Regions from separate parts of the Gasterosteus aculeatus genome. Here region 2 is linked to region 1. The links are chromatin contacts, called in public Hi-C maps. All regions are on one chromosome and are shown on one strand. The core of a region is the stretch at or near the end of the contact, and the rest is flanking DNA. Distances in the headings are between cores, read along the strand shown. Region 1 overlaps msi2b (musashi RNA-binding protein 2b). Region 2 holds the start of msi2b (musashi RNA-binding protein 2b).

Region 1 (7,734 bases), core at 2,563-5,062:
GAAGTAATTTACAATAAATAAATAAAGTTTTTTTAATTTTCAATTTTTTAAAGTCTGAAATTAATATAAAAATATTTATGATGCGGCATATTAGTTATGTGAAACATTAGTTGATGAAGCACAAACAATTTAAACGGACAGATTAATAAAACAATAAGGCTCTCGCTCGAAACGGCTGCTCTTGTCCGCCTGTCGTTGTTCAACAAACGGGGCGCCCTCTTGTAGTATTAAAGAGTGCATCACACCACTTGCAGCTCATTGAATATGAACTTTTTGAGTAAAAATAAATAACCCTCAGCATCAGATTTTCATTCACAAGAGGTACATGTGAAAATCTACAAATTTTTCTACCGATTTTTAAATGGTTTGGTTTGTTATAAACAGATCATAGATGTAGTTATAACAGTGCATACTTATGAATAATGTTCTGTTTCATTTTCACTTACTGTACCAAGATGGCCACCATGTGCGTAGACTTTTGGCCCGTGCATCGCCACTGTTGCTTTTCATTGCGGACATATTTGTCCCGTATTTTTGAAAAAGTTATTCCATCCATCAATCCATTGTCAAACCGCTTATCCTGTACACAGGGTCGCGGGGGGGGGCTGGAGTCCATCCCAGCCAACTTCGGGCGATAGACAGGGTACACCCTGGATTGGTCGCCAGCCAATCGCAGGGCTACACAGAGACACACAACCATTCACACTCACATTCACGCATCTACGGGCAATTTAAAGTCCCCAATTAACCTGATCCCCAGAGCATGTCTTTGGACTGTGGGAGGAAGCCGGAGAACCCGGAGAGAACCCACGCAGACACGGGGAGAACATGCAGACTCCACACAGAAAGGCCACTGGGCGGAATCGAACCCAGGACCTTCTTGCTGTGAGGCAACAGTGCTAACCACCACGCCACAAAAGTTATTATTATTTAAAATACATATACCACTATGAACACAATGTTATGGGTAGGCGAATGCACTGTACCAAGATGGCCGCCGTGTGAGGACGTTCTATACTCCGCCGTAAGACATCTAGCCTTTATATTTATCTATGGCTGATACAGCCAACAGAGCTAATAGCTGACGGTGGTAAACACCCAGAAGATTATGGGTGTTCATGTTTCACAGCATTGGTTGGTTTGTTTTTGATTTTTAATTAAATTACTAAGCAATGATTTGAAAAAGCTTTGCATAGTATTCAGTATGCACACAACCCTAATCAAAATAATATGTTAACAAATTCTTTAGGAATATTAAATAATAATACATATAAAGTTAGTGTCAATTCATTTTACTTTCTCAGAGGCTGTCCTCGTGTCTTCATGTCCTTTTGACTGCACTTCACTGCATAACACTTAAATTGAAACATAAACAACGTAAATATTTTGAAAAAGAAATCATTGATGAAGTGAAACTTTCTGGATATTCAAATGGCTATAACAAATATACACCGCTGTGTGAAAATAGCTGTGCGAAAATAGCTGTGCGAGACTGTCTGCGTCTGAATATAAACAGATAGCCCAGACGGCCGATAGATAAAAAGTGAAATAATAAACAGAAACGACTGACTGTGATTGCCTATTAAAATGTGACGGATGAAAGTCACCCTCAGCCGGAGCGGCTCGGCGCTCTGCATCAGCACAAATTGCAGGCCGTACCACAGGGGGGCGAGAGTCCTGACCGACTTCCACCTCCGGGGAATCTGACATGCTCAGCCGGGAGGTGCACGGTAAGACGTGTAACACCCGAGACACGGCCACTGGCGGGTTGGATCCACGCCGCCAATGATACTGAACGCCTGATGACCTTGGTGGACCGGCATGATGCGCACATCCAGTTTTTCTTTTGGAACACAATGAAGCGCATAATTAACTTATAGTAGAATGGATTGTGTTTCCATCATCTTGGCAGTTGCCTGGAGTTTGTTTTACTTATAAATGATTAACAAGGTTGCATTCAGTTAGTCATATGTGGCTGCATTTATATTTAGACAACAGTGTTGCAACTGCCAGGGTGAGTAAAAGTCTGCTTAAACCATTTACATGGTTGCATAATTAATTGGTGCTGTGACTAGCGATTATTATTTTCATCATTGATTAATCTGCCGGTTATTCTCCCGACTAATCGATTCATCCATCAATCAACTTATAATTTTGTCCCCGAAATGATGGAGGATTGTGAAAAATGCCCCTCGTAATTTCTGCAGAGCCCAAGGTGACATTCAAATCGCTTGGAACAAAACACAACAGAGAGATTCAGTAATAAGGATATAAAAGAGCGGAGAGCATTTCAGACAATGGAACCAGCAAATTTTGCACTTTAGCTTGAAGAGTGATCCATTTTCTAATTCTATACCGATTCCTTTTAATTTCTAGAATAAACTTTGGGCATTCGTTATCTTTGCATGAAATATCGCTGTACTCCAGACGGAACCATTTATTTGGATTATCCAGTCCGGTTAGATTGTCGCGTTGAGAAAGAATACATTTTTTTTTATAAAGGAAGTGTTAAGAACTTGAACGACGGTTAAGAATGTTGAAGATTTCGCCGAGTATTGCTCAGGCTGAATTTCATGCAATGTCATGGGTCCGTTGGTCTCTCCATGGGACCAGCAGTGCTCCATCACACGGCCCCCCCAGAAAAAGAGGAATTGGAATGGGAGGCACGTAGCTGTCGTACTGTACTAATAGTCGATGGATGCAGGACTTGATCAACTGAACCGTGAGGTGGTAGTTGCTGTGAACAAAGGCGTGTCAAATGCATAGGAGCCTCCAACGCATTTACCTCTCACGACAGTGAAATTAAGATTTGAAAAGAGACTTTTTGCCGATGTTTTGTTGTTTTAAGATATTAATCATCGGGAAGATATTCTTACCTGAAAATAAACAAAATAAAATAAAAATCGACGACATTGTTTTTGCTAAATGATTTGTGTTCTTTGCCGCTCTGTATGTTCAGAACTGATGAAGATAAACTGCATATCAGAGAGGTGAGAGGATTAAAGAGGTAAATAGGGTTAGACAGCGGAAATGTCACGGTTACCTGTGTGTGTGTGTGTGTGTGTGTGGAACTAGGGTATTCCTCCTTTTATGTGGCCTTACCTCCCCCTGTTGCTCTCCGCCTCCTTTTGTCATCATGTCACTGTTTGTTATCATGTCACTCACATTTGCAGAGCCGAAAGAGTGTGTGTGTGTGTGTGTGTGTGTGTGTGTCAGAGACAGAGGAGGGGAGACACACACAAACGCACACACACACACACACACACACACACACACGGGCAGAGGGGGCGGGGTAAGGTGCATAGTTGGAGGGCCTGTCACAAAAAGCCATTATTGTAATTGGAAGTTAAAATCCCATTTGTTTTCCCCTCCAGTACTGTCAGCACCAGCACCCGGGTCTTGTTACAAAAATTAACATTTGCTATCGGTGTCAAGGGTCACAGAAGAGAACATCAACTTATTGAAACCCTCCCCCCCCACCATTACTCTCGCTCGTTCACTGTCAAATGCTGATTCCAATTTGTAGATTTTCACATTTACCTCTTGTGAATGAAAACAATCTGATGCTGAGGGTTATTTATTTTTACTCAAAAGGTTCATATCCAATGCGCTGCAAGTGTTGGTGTGATGCACTCTTTAAATACACCTTCTGCTTGTTACGTAAAAAAAACAGCCAAGCAACGGGCCGTACTCTACGCCCGGCTATGTGGATTAAGTTAATTTACTTTGGAGGAACGTGTACACAACAATGTCGGAAAGGTTCAGAAACAGAGAGAGGGCAGCAGAGACCCAAAGAAGAGGCGCTAGTAGTGTAAAGAACAGATAGCAGTTAAAAGGGACTGTCGGCTCCTCCACGCTATGAGCCATGCTGGACTCCGGGGACCATCAAACTATGTTAAGTGAGTTAATCATTGCTTTGGATCCGCTCAGCCCTTGGCAGAAGGTTATAAAGGTCGGCATTATTAGCTCATTGGGGGCTTTCCCCCTTGGATGCTCTGTTCATATAATTGCACATTTGATAAACAGGTTTAATGATTTCCAAATAAATCAAATGAACTGAAAATGGAAAAGTCAAAGATAACATGGTGGTTTGTTTTACTGACATTAAAAGCTCTAAGGAACGAGTTAGAATAAAGCTGTTAGAAACTGTTAGAATAAAGCTCAGATGTTAAAATAAGGTTAAGATGGTTGTTTTTGCTCTACAACATTTCGTCCCCCTTTGCGTAGGGTGTATTATTCAAAGGTTTTATGAAGTCCAACTATTTCTGTTTGGTTTTTCAAAGCAACGGCCTGCCAGCGTTAAAACCCAGTGAATTTCCTTTTTGCATGCTAAAGAGAGCTCGGTGGCGACGGGGAGGCGTGCTGTGTCTCCTCGCCCCTGAGGGGGGGGTTTATACATCCAGTCATGTTCGCAGTATACCGTCTCGGAAATATGTTGAATGTTCGCACCGCGCTTTCTCAGATCTGGCCACAAGCAAGCATCAATTAGCATAAAATTCATATACCCCCCCCTCCCCCACCTCCCCCTCCAAAAAAAGAGGCTCTTAAGAGCCCTTCTGGCGTTGTCCAATTTCTCTTATTTGCCTCTGCTCGCTGTAACGTTTGCTCGATGCCCATCCGGTGCCGAGCGTAGGCACGCTGCGCTCATTGTGAATGCTGTGTGAATGCGCTGTTTGGGTAAGGGCCCATGCATCTCCAGGGCCCCATAATCAGCTCTAAGCTGCTTCTATCAATCTTCTTAACTGTAGTGGGTTGAGGAGGGAAGTGCAGCTAATCAGCCCTATCTGGCCCCCATGTGCAGCCCAACTTGCAGCGGGGGCCGTATACATACACACACGTGTCTTCTTCTTCTTTTCTTTTTTAATACTCATCTCTCGGCCATCCCGCAGCAGATGGCCCCCTAACTTTTTTCTTTTTTTTTCCTTTTTTTGAAAGGGCGCCTGTGACTTTCACTGAATAGCTGTTAGTGTAGGTTAATATAGGAGTGGTGGCCCTGCAGCGGTGACAATCACAGCTCTGATCAGAGCCGGGCTTCAAAGACGCCTGTGCAAGTCGAAGCTAGGGTTGTCATTAGCTTCTGCACTGCGCTTGACAGCCCCCTCCCCTCCCGCCCCCAACTTATTTCTCCCTCTCTCTCTCCCTCTCTCTCTCTCCCTGATAGCGCTCATTTTCAGTCCGTGTGCAAATGGCCACTGTAATCCCAGGCCCAGGTGCTTGGGCCTGTCACTCCACATTTGCACTAAGCATCTTTTCCTTCCTTCATCTCCTTTGCCCTAATTGTAGTGTAATAAGCAATTACAGATCTATTTATGCACACTAGAGCTCAGATTAGGCCACTTTTTAAAAGGGCATGCGGTCCAATGCGGGTGCCCCTTATCCCCAACTTGTAGCTGGACAGGAGACACCGGCGGCAGCGGCTCTAATCACTCGCCCTTCCTGCGATGACGATCTAATTCCGCTTTACCATCCCTCTGCCCTTGCTTTCTGTTGTGCGCAGAACGCCCTCCAAAGCAGAAGTGATTGTGCTGTTGTTTGTTGTTTATCGGCTGTGTTTTTGTCTTTGTGAGTTAGCTCTGCTGATGCAAATGAGCAGAGGCAGTGTTTACCTGGACTGGCCATGTTTTTGGTGTGTGTGTGTGTGTGTGTGTGTGTGAGCGCACTGCGCCTGCACAACGTCGAGGCCTTTGATCATACTACATTGCATTGACAGATGCTTTCTGAGGCTTTCTGGTTGCCCGTGAACGAGGCCGCGGAGCAGATCTGAATGCCAGTAAATATTTCCCTTCATACAACAAAGAGCGATGGCTTTATTTTTTATTTGTTTCATTTTTTCCTATCTGTCCTATTATTTTTAGGTATGAGAAATGACATCAAAATCTCCTCCCTGCTCCCCGCCCTCCCTCCGGGGCTCTGTGTTTACAACTGTTTGTGAGCCTGCATGTGTGAGAGGTGGGGGCCATGATGAAGGCTTACACCTTGTAATCATGTCTGGTTGTGTGATGTCGGCGACCTGCCGGAGTACCGGCTCGGAGAATGGCGTGCATGGTGTCTGCGTGTCTGTGTGTGTTGGGGTACGGGAGAGTGTGAGACTGAAAGATCCACTCCCAATATATGTAAACGAATGTGCAATATGACAGAATCAAAAGTTTGAGAGGCTCCACTGAGAGTAAAAGGGAAGAGGCGAGGTAATCCGATGCAATGCTCTTATTTATATGATATAAATAACCTGCACGTAGGTAATATAATACCTGGCGTCCTGTTGGTACATTTTTGATCAATGATTATTTTGAGCTGACTTTAATAACTGTATAACTAATAATATAACGACTCATCGTCATTGTGAAAGTGAGTTGAAATGAATTAAAAATGCACTTATCACCTTCGTAAAGTTGGAGTAGAATTCTTCATTTAGGATACAGAGGATGGGAGCTAATCGGTTCGATTTTTCTTTGTGGATATTTAAAGGACCGAAAAGCTTATGAAGAACGCATTATGAAGTCACTTTACCGCCGTTTGACTAATGGCTCACAGCCGCTCCAGTCCAGCGATATGAATGAAGCAGGCTACTTATTAAGCAAATTAGACTTATTATTTTAATGTTGCTGTTGTTGTTAAAATTACGTTTGACCATGAAAATCCGGCATTGATTGCTTTTGTTTCCCATAACTCATTTCATCACCTTTATAATGAGGCGATCACATTTAGCTCTTTAACTGAATAATAGTTAGATTTGTCTCCCCTTGAGGGATGAATCTACTAAAAATATCTTTCTCTTCACTCAATACGCCGAGCTCAGCAGCAGAAACCTTTTGGCCTCCCGGACGTGTGCAAATGCAGTGAACAGCGGAGGTCTCAGACGTTGATCTGTAATCCAATAGAGAACGTTGCCGAGCCGTGTCCGCTTACCCTTCCAGTAAGGCCACGAAATGATGGTCGATCATCCCAAAAGACAACAAGTTTAGAGTGTCTGTGCGGAAAAAGTCCAACATTTGCATAAATACGTTTGTGTGTGTGTTTGTTCTGCCTGCTCTGTTTTGCCTACTCCTCTCTCATTGTTATATTCATTGTTGCACACTATATTCATCTCCTCTCATATCCCACTTGGGGAGTTAATAACGTTGGCGCTTTGCCTCTGCGCGCCGCGTGCACGTTCCAAACACTAATAGCTTTCTGTCGGCTCTTTGAGAATTTTGTTTGCTGCCACAGGTAAAGTCCTACAATTCCCACAAATGATAATCGTAATGTTGTATGCTGCAATATTAGCTACGGGCTTATCTTTTTCAACTTCCTTTGCATTTGCAGCCTCCTGTCCCCCTCTCGCTTTTAAGGCACACTTAAGGCCAAGAGCACGATATTATAAAGGGATGCAATAAATGCGGTGCATTGTTTACTCTTAATTCCAAAAAAGAGGAAAGATATTACGCACGCACACACAATCTAACACACACACACAAATATGCAAATCAGACAATAGATCAGATTCATCAAAGTGTGAAGCAGTCTGTTCTTGAGTGACTTTCATAATTAACCTGCTTGGCGTAGCCTTAAAAGATACAGAATGTCCCAAGTTGGCTTTGTGTGTCAGAGGGGGGGCATTAAGGAAGCTAAACTGTCAGTTTGTGTTCTACAAACAGTTTTGGTGCATTTTGTCTTCATATTTTAACATTCATTTAGGTCTGTATAAAGGTATGGCAAAGAAAGGCACCTCCAAAGTTCCTGGGCAAAATCACTAAG
Region 2 (7,734 bases), core at 3,506-6,005, 58 kb before region 1:
CTGAGGCATAGCATGTGCACATATAAACAAACTCAGAGAAAGTGAACGAAACCGGGTACAACGTAGTTCTTCGGAGTAGCAATCTGAAGGCTTCTTGTGCGTCGGTTTATCCGTAGAGCAACAACAAATGCAGCTGTGCTGTGCATCAATGAGTTCAGCCCTCAACGCTGTTGAGCGTGTGCAGTAAATTTGCATGACAAACCGGAGAGCATTTTGCACAGCTGTCCCGAGGAGGATTTCAACAAAATGTACTCAGACAGAGAATGGCAGGAAACAAGATTTGTGGAGCTCGAAATCAAGCTCAGAATCCCCCTAAAAGATTGATCTAACTTACATGACTGGGTCTCTCTGCAGGGGGGGGGGGATCCCGCCGCTCCCTCTGTCTCGACAAATCTCTCCAAAAGGCCAACATGCACATCTTCCTCCGCACTGCTGACTGTACAGGTGATAGGATGGCTCCTCGCGGTGCTTTAATGCCACTTGTCATCATCTGTAACACACGGCTCTCTCTGGAGTCGTTCAGAACGGCAGCCAGAACATTCCGGGGAGCAGCAGGGGCATGAGCTTATCTCCCAGCCCAGTGGAGCAGGTAAATGATGTCGTCATCGCCCACTTGTGCCAGAGGCCCACATGCAAATGGTGTTTTAATACTGAGGTAAAAAAAAAAAAGAAGGAGACTTGTTCGGCCTTTATTGTTAGAACAGAAATGGGTGTAGTTGGAGAGATTCTGCAGATGTGTTCCGATCCGTGACTCTCGGCAGTACCGCGAGCTACGTTGTGGTGCCAAGAGCTGCTTTTGGGACACTAAGTACAGGGGATTACAGAATATTTCGACTTTTACAAGGGAAGTTTGCAGTCTTTGAGAAGTCCCTGATTGTTCAACAGTAAATATTACGTTTTAGTTCTTTTTAATAACGTGGACGTCTGAGTATCACAGTGGCCCATCTACCTGGAATATTATTGCGTAGCCTCTGGCAGAGCTTAATTAACTCATCTGCGTAGTTACAGAGGGCATAATGGGGGAGAGAAATCACTCATCACCAGAACATCCGTCCCCACTGATCTGACTTCAAACAGCTTCTCTGTGCGGTAACAATCGCACGCGGTCCCAGTGATCCTCACATATCACAATCAGTCGGCTACGTTCTTACACAACCACTCATTGGAAAGGTACAAATCCACAACGAGAGCAGAACATGGAATTCATTAAAGTCATCGGTTTATTAGCAAGTGTGTCCAAAATGTACCCGCACAAAAGGCTGAGCCATCCTAGGCGAGATGAGCGAGCTGGTCGGCTGCAGTTTGGTGGGTGGCTAATTCCTGAAATAGGACTGTCAATTATGCATGTCTCGGTCTGGCTCCTTCCCTTCAGTCTGAGAGGTGCTTTAGCTCATGCAGCAACGAAGAAGCAGGCGGAAGAGGACACTAGAGGGAGACAATTTGTGCACATCTGTAGCCTTCTCAAAAGCTTTTTCTTCTGGATTTTGAATTTCACTGTAATAGGCCCTCCAGAGGTCCACCGAGATCAATGTGAAATCATTCACAAAATTTAAGAGATCAAATTACCGACGTCTCAAGAGCGTTTGAATTATATTCCAAACAAATTCATGGAAGTGATAGAAGGTGTTTAGTCTGATCTGATCTTTTAGTGCTGGATTGATACATATCGGATTCCTTTGCATGCTGAAAACAGATGGGAAGCCTCTGTGAAAATCATGCAAATTGTGTAGCAAAATGACAAAATACTCAAAGACTTCAAGTTTCGCTATCATAAACACACATTCAAAGGTTAATATATCTTTGTGATTCACAAACAGATTATATGTAGGAATCAGTGTGGAACAAAAGGGGTTATACATAATCCACGAACAATTTCTCCAAGGTCAAGTGAGGATTCTGAGGGTGTAAAATGATTACTGCAACAGGAAACAGGATGCCTCTTCTGAAAACAACATCTCATAACACTGTCAGCGAGTCTATTGCTTCTCTCACTTTCTTTTCCCCCCACAGCTTTCACACACTATCAATTTGACTTCTCCATCTCCAAATCATCCAGTCTTCATGCAAAGGCTCGGATAGTTACGAGCTTCTTCGTCTTCTCCTTTTCTGTTTTGTTTTTTTTGCATGCTGAATTTCCTCTCTATTGAGATGCGGTTCATCTTTCAGCACTGAATGCAAGCCACAATTGCACTGATGCAACTGTGTGATTCCAGAAATCGTTGCATTGTCCTTGATTCTAAAGCGAAGGTTGAATTATTATTCAACACACAGATGAGTTCAAAGCATGCGGGATATAAAAGAAAAGGTGTCTATTTCTTCTTACTCGTCATCCCCTTCAATGATCAGAATGTCTTCAACAGCTGCCACCTTTATTAGAAACGCTTCTACGCTGCGGTGATGTTCAGTTTCAAGGAAATCTGTTTGTTCATACTTTGTAGAAGAAAAAAAAAGATACACGCCTTCTCTTTCCTCCTCATTTGATACTTAACGCTCAGCTGCTCTGAAAGCATCGCTGTCAGAGAGCCTAAGGTTGCTTAAAGAAGCATTAGCGTTTTGGGCACTTTCATCAGGCGGTGGTGGCTGCTCAGATTAAAGGAGAACACTGTTTTATTTAGAAATCTATACATTTTGCTCCTTCAATCGGTGTGAAAAGACGAGCTTGAACGTTTAACTAAAGTACTATCCAAAACACATGAAAGGTCTGTTGTTGAAATGCGATAGATCGGAAACAGAAAAGGGAGGTTTGCTTTGGTCCAAACCTGGTTCACAAGCCGTGATCGTATATTATAAAAACGTCACACCTGATGTTACCTTTCTGTCACGTTTGACTTTGCACTCTTCACGGAGCAACAACAGCAAAGAGAAAAGCATTGATAACAATGTTCAAAAGGCGGAATAATGCACAACCCCACTGTGGAACCGGAGACCCCAGTGTTTTTATTTGAGCATAAAACAAGTTGCTCTTCATGTGTTAAATCCACTGTATTTTTGCACACCTTGTGATCGTTTTAAAGCGTGTTGTTCTACAGAGCTCATATTCCTGCATCAATTTATAGCCTCCCTCATTCTTCTCTCTCTTTCTATCTCTGCTGCTGCATGAGTGGATGCAATTTTTTCTCCTTATCCACCGTCACGTTGGAGGCACATGCTGTAGGGTACCGTCACACATTTGACAACTTTTGAAACTTGCAACAGCAATATAATCTTAAATGTTTCACTAAATGACATGGAACAGAAAAATGGTGCGTAGAAGGTAAGTAAAGTGACAAATCTTCATTTTCTTTGAGACTCCGGAGCTACAAGGACTGGCCACCATTTGCCTCCATTAATTTGTTTCACAGATAAAGACAGTCACAACGTGGGGTGTCCCCAAACTAATGACAGAGTCCTAGCTGTTAAACTGTCAAAAGTCATGTTATTTGTGGTTTATCTTAGTCATTGTTTCAAAAACATGCTGCTTGGCTAGATAAGAAATCCCCTCTGGTAGTGCCCCGAACAGTCAGCACAGACGGGCCTGTTAAAAAAAGAAAACTGTGAATAATGAAACAGGATCACTAGTCACGTTTCACGCGGAGCTTGGGACGTTTTGTTGTAATTATTCTTGTGCCACGACAAATGGAAAGTGCATTTATAGAGAATGTATTGTCTTTTTGTCTATCGAGTTCTGTGAGCGGAAATGTGGCGCGGATGCAAGAAAATGTATAATGCATAATTTAAAGCATAATTTGTACATGAGATTTCCTTTTCTTGTATTCTATAGATAGCACTGTGTAAGAAAATGTGTACCGAAAACATATATTAACCCACCGTGAAATGTTGTGCACGTTTGTTTACACATTCCTTTCTTTGCCTTCCTCGTCTTCTTCCTCGGGGTCACCAGAGGGCAGAGGCAGATTATCTCAACATGCCAGCTCTGCCCCCTTGCAGCTCATTACAGGTAATCTACATTAAAAAATGGCTAATCAATCCACTGCATGTATAGATAACTGTATTGATGTCTGCTGGTTATTCTTTGTTGGCTTTCATAAAGGTTCACCTCAATGCCTAATGTGTGTTGGGCACCTTTTAACTCATTTCGAATTCTGATACTCTGCATATTCTGAGCTGTAACTTAAACATATTTAAATGTACATGTTGTTGTTTATATTAACATTATAACATTGCATTGTTGATGCTGTAGCATTGCATTGATCCTTTTTAGAGCTGAAAGGACCATTAAATGTACACCAAGATAAGATGGGTTAAATGACCTTAATAAAAATCATCTCCAATGTGAATATGCTGTGTCATCTGTGTGAATCACCATTTTAAAGTCATAAAGTGCAGAATTTCATTTCAAATATTTAATAATTGTAAAACCCTTGCAAGCCATATACAATCAGGATCGTTTCAATATTAACATGTATGAGGAATTAACCCATTATCTTCGCTTCTGTCTGAGGGACGATATTGCGCGTCGGAGGAATAACAAGTTATTAAATTAGTACAAAGTAATCTTTGTAAAGGCTCACCTGTCGGCGGGATTATAATAAGCAAACATCGCTAATTAAGAGGACCCTTTCTTGGACAGAGCTTTTTTTAATTTATTTTTTTATTTAAATGCTATGTGTCCATTGATTTAGAAGAGCATTAAGCCACTTTCACCTCCAGTGGCTTAGTGCTTAATTAAATGACAAATCGGAGGATTGGTTTGCAGATTGCCTGAATTGACGTCAATTGGATTGGTTAGGTGACAGAGGCAGGCTCCGCCCCCTGTGGGCCAAGGTAGCGCGTGCTGAGAGAGGGAGGGAGGGAGCAGGGGGCTGAGCTGATCCCACGTGTGACGCTTTCATTCCCGGCTCAGTAATATTCTCATAGCGGGGCTTTGCATATCTCCTGCCCGTATCTGTGTGTGTCTGTCACTGTTACTGTAGTCCCAGCCTATAGTTTGAAATAGATATGGAAGCAGACGGGAGTCAAGCCACATCCGGAAGCCTAAATGATTCACAACATGACCCGGGGTAAGAATCTTTCCAAACGTATTCTACGGTCCGTTTTTTTTTTTTTGTTTGTTTTGTTTTGTTGCTTTTTTTTTCTTTCTTTCTTTCACGTTACAACATCTTAAGCGAGGACTTCGACTGCCGTGCTGGATTCGTCCCCCCACAGTACGCACTTAAACCGTGCACGGGTCCGTTTCCACGTTCAGTTGAAAGCCCCCCCTTCAGCTTTTGTAGCGAGAGTGTCCCCCCCCCCCCTTTTATGTAGCGAGACTATATCTATATTTATACATTTGCTAAGCGCCAGCGCGTTTCCACAGTCTCGCTTTTATCCCTTAAGGTCGCTTTTAGAAGTAGTTAGTCGTCAAAATGGCCGAACTGACATCTGGACTCACTTCTGTTGTGTTTTCCCCTTACAGTAAAATGTTTATCGGTGGCCTCAGCTGGCAAACCTCACCAGGTGAGACACTGTTGTTCTCTGTTCCGCCGTGTCCCGGTATTCCGTGTTGTTTTGTCGCTGTGACTGAGTGCTCGTTTGTGGCCGCGGCGGCGGCGGCGGGTGTAATGTGCGAATGTGCACCGTGCAGCAGTGTACTGTACGGGATATCTCACTAGTGTGTGTGTGTGCGTGTGTGTGTGTGCGCACCATGTTATTCTTGATCTCCGTCCACATGAAGTCCTCTATTCGACCCCTATGCGCATCGCGGGGTTTTTCTTTTTAAATGTTGTATTACTGTGTGTGTGTGTGTTCTTGTTTGAAATGCAGTGACAACAGCATAGCCATATGTTTCTGTCAAATAACACCCCCCCCCCCTCTCTCCCCTTCCCCGACATGTTTTTTGTTCTCTATCCACAGACAGCCTTAGAGACTATTTTAGTAAATTCGGAGAAATAAGAGAATGTATGGTGATGAGAGACCCCACGACAAAACGCTCAAGGTAAAAACGCCGGGCTTTTCCTCCTACTTTTCCCCTCCCCGGTGCATGTGACGGTATCGCTCACTTTGCCCGTGTTAATCCGCCGTGCATGTGTTGTGTCCGTGTGTGTGTGTGCGTGCGCGCGCGCGTATGTGTGTGTCGCTGTGTCCGCGCCTGCGTGTGGTTTCCCAGCGAGCCAGATAAGCTTAAACGCTCACTGCTGTAAAGCTGCAGCCGCCTGCAATTTGACATTGACTTTGTGACTGCACCGCAATGTTGGTGTGCCGTCGTCTCCCGTCGTAACGACCCGCCGCGCGCTCCGTCTCTGTTCCGGATCGGCCACAGGACGGACCGGCACGCTCTCCTTTTTGGTTGTTATTTAATTTTTTTATTATTATATATATTTTGTACATGTTTGCTCGGAAAATATCTTAAGGATAATAAGGTCACGTGAAAAAGCATGCACAGTGTTGTCTCTGCCGTGGTTTTAGTATTTGCACGTGAACTAACATGTATTGCAGAAACATATTTTGCAGCGTGTGCATTTCTGACGTTCTCCTTCTGTGTCTTTTTTTTTTTTTTTTTTTTGCAGAGGATTTGGGTTCGTAACGTTTACAGACGCCGCCAGTGTAGATAAAGTCTTAGCTCAACAACACCACGAATTAGACTCAAAGACGGTGAGTTAATGCCATCCACACACCCACATAAGTGTTTATTCCTCCCCGCCACAACGGTGTGACTTTTCACTGCCCGCCAGGCCTTGTGCTCGAACACCTTCTAAGTTAAACAGACTGCGTGGATCAAGGTCGCGCATACGGGCTAAATGCGTGATGGTCCCTTCAACACTGAGCGTAGCAATAAAAAAAAATAAAAATAAAATAAACACACAACTCCAGGGTGAATACTATTTGTGTTCACTTTCACTTCTCTGGCTGAATGGCGCTGACATGCATCTCCACCCTCCCCTCCCCACCAGCCGCGACACAGCCACATGTGCAGCGTGCGCACATCTCACACGTCTCATGTTCCAGTGAAGGGCACGCTGTCTCAGGCCGCCCCCGCTTCTGTTTTGACCCCCGCAGATATCGCGTCGTATCGCGCCAGATGCACTGATACTGTATGTGCGGGACACAGCACTTAGAAGTCCTGCCCCCCCCCCACGTTGAAGAGCTAAACTAAAGCAGAATAAAACAACTCCCTAAACGGCAAGCATGTTATGCTGCCAACAGTTACCGTGATAAAAAATTTTTTGGTTATAGATATGTGTATATATATTTAGCAGTTTATTATCAATCCATTACTAATATAAATGTGTTTAGCTTAGTAAGTAATATTTTAATTTATTTGAAAAGATGAGCTAATGGATCCACAGACGCACACACACACACACACCCATGGAGAACTCCAACTATTGTGGATTCTACTGGCCCTTTTGAAATTTGTTAGTAGATGAATAATTAAGGACGCTAGTCATTTTCCTCTTTTCTTTTGAGAGATGTCTGCACTGATGGATTAGACAGGGTTCAGCTGAGATTGTATTCGTCAGGGATTTCTGCTCGGCATGGCGCTGATATCCAGATATGCCAGCATAGTTTGGGAAATGGAATCATTGCTGTGCTACCTCGGCTGAAGGCAACCATAGACGGAGGAGTATTTGTTTCCCCAGTATTTTCAAAAGAGAAGAAGGATTCGCACTTCAGGGCACTGAAATCTGTGTAGGACATAGCAAGTCATTTAAAGATCTGTTGTCCATTTCAATCGACATTTTTGAGCTCAAGTGTGATTGGTAAAGAGATAAAACGGCTTTTAGTTGGAAGGTGGATCTTATTTTAATTTGCCAG

What was found. A called contact is a pair of places that touch in the nucleus more often than the background predicts.
Region 2: a contact with region 1 is called in a Hi-C map of liver, with 1.6 times the contacts expected there. The contact joins the promoter of msi2b here to the enhancer-like site in region 1. A contact is called at or near these places in 2 of 6 Hi-C or Micro-C datasets (liver and skeletal muscle).

What each region holds. Positions count from the first base shown.
Region 1 is chr7:19,538,194-19,545,927 of fGasAcu3.hap1.1, reverse strand. The region is part of intron 5 of msi2b (musashi RNA-binding protein 2b); the gene reads left to right. Among protein-coding and RNA genes, the nearest start is that of msi2b, 58 kb to the left of the region's middle. Within about 2 kb of position 3,812, at least 2 of the 9 cell types and tissues checked have open chromatin away from gene starts, as enhancers often do. A contact at or near this core is called in liver, where this site is marked.
Region 2 is chr7:19,596,871-19,604,604 of fGasAcu3.hap1.1, reverse strand. It overlaps msi2b (musashi RNA-binding protein 2b), which reads left to right and starts at 4,755. Exons shown (of 14, transcript XM_078107409.1): 1 at 4,755-5,000; 2 at 5,396-5,436; 3 at 5,833-5,914; 4 at 6,486-6,570. The coding sequence starts at 4,939.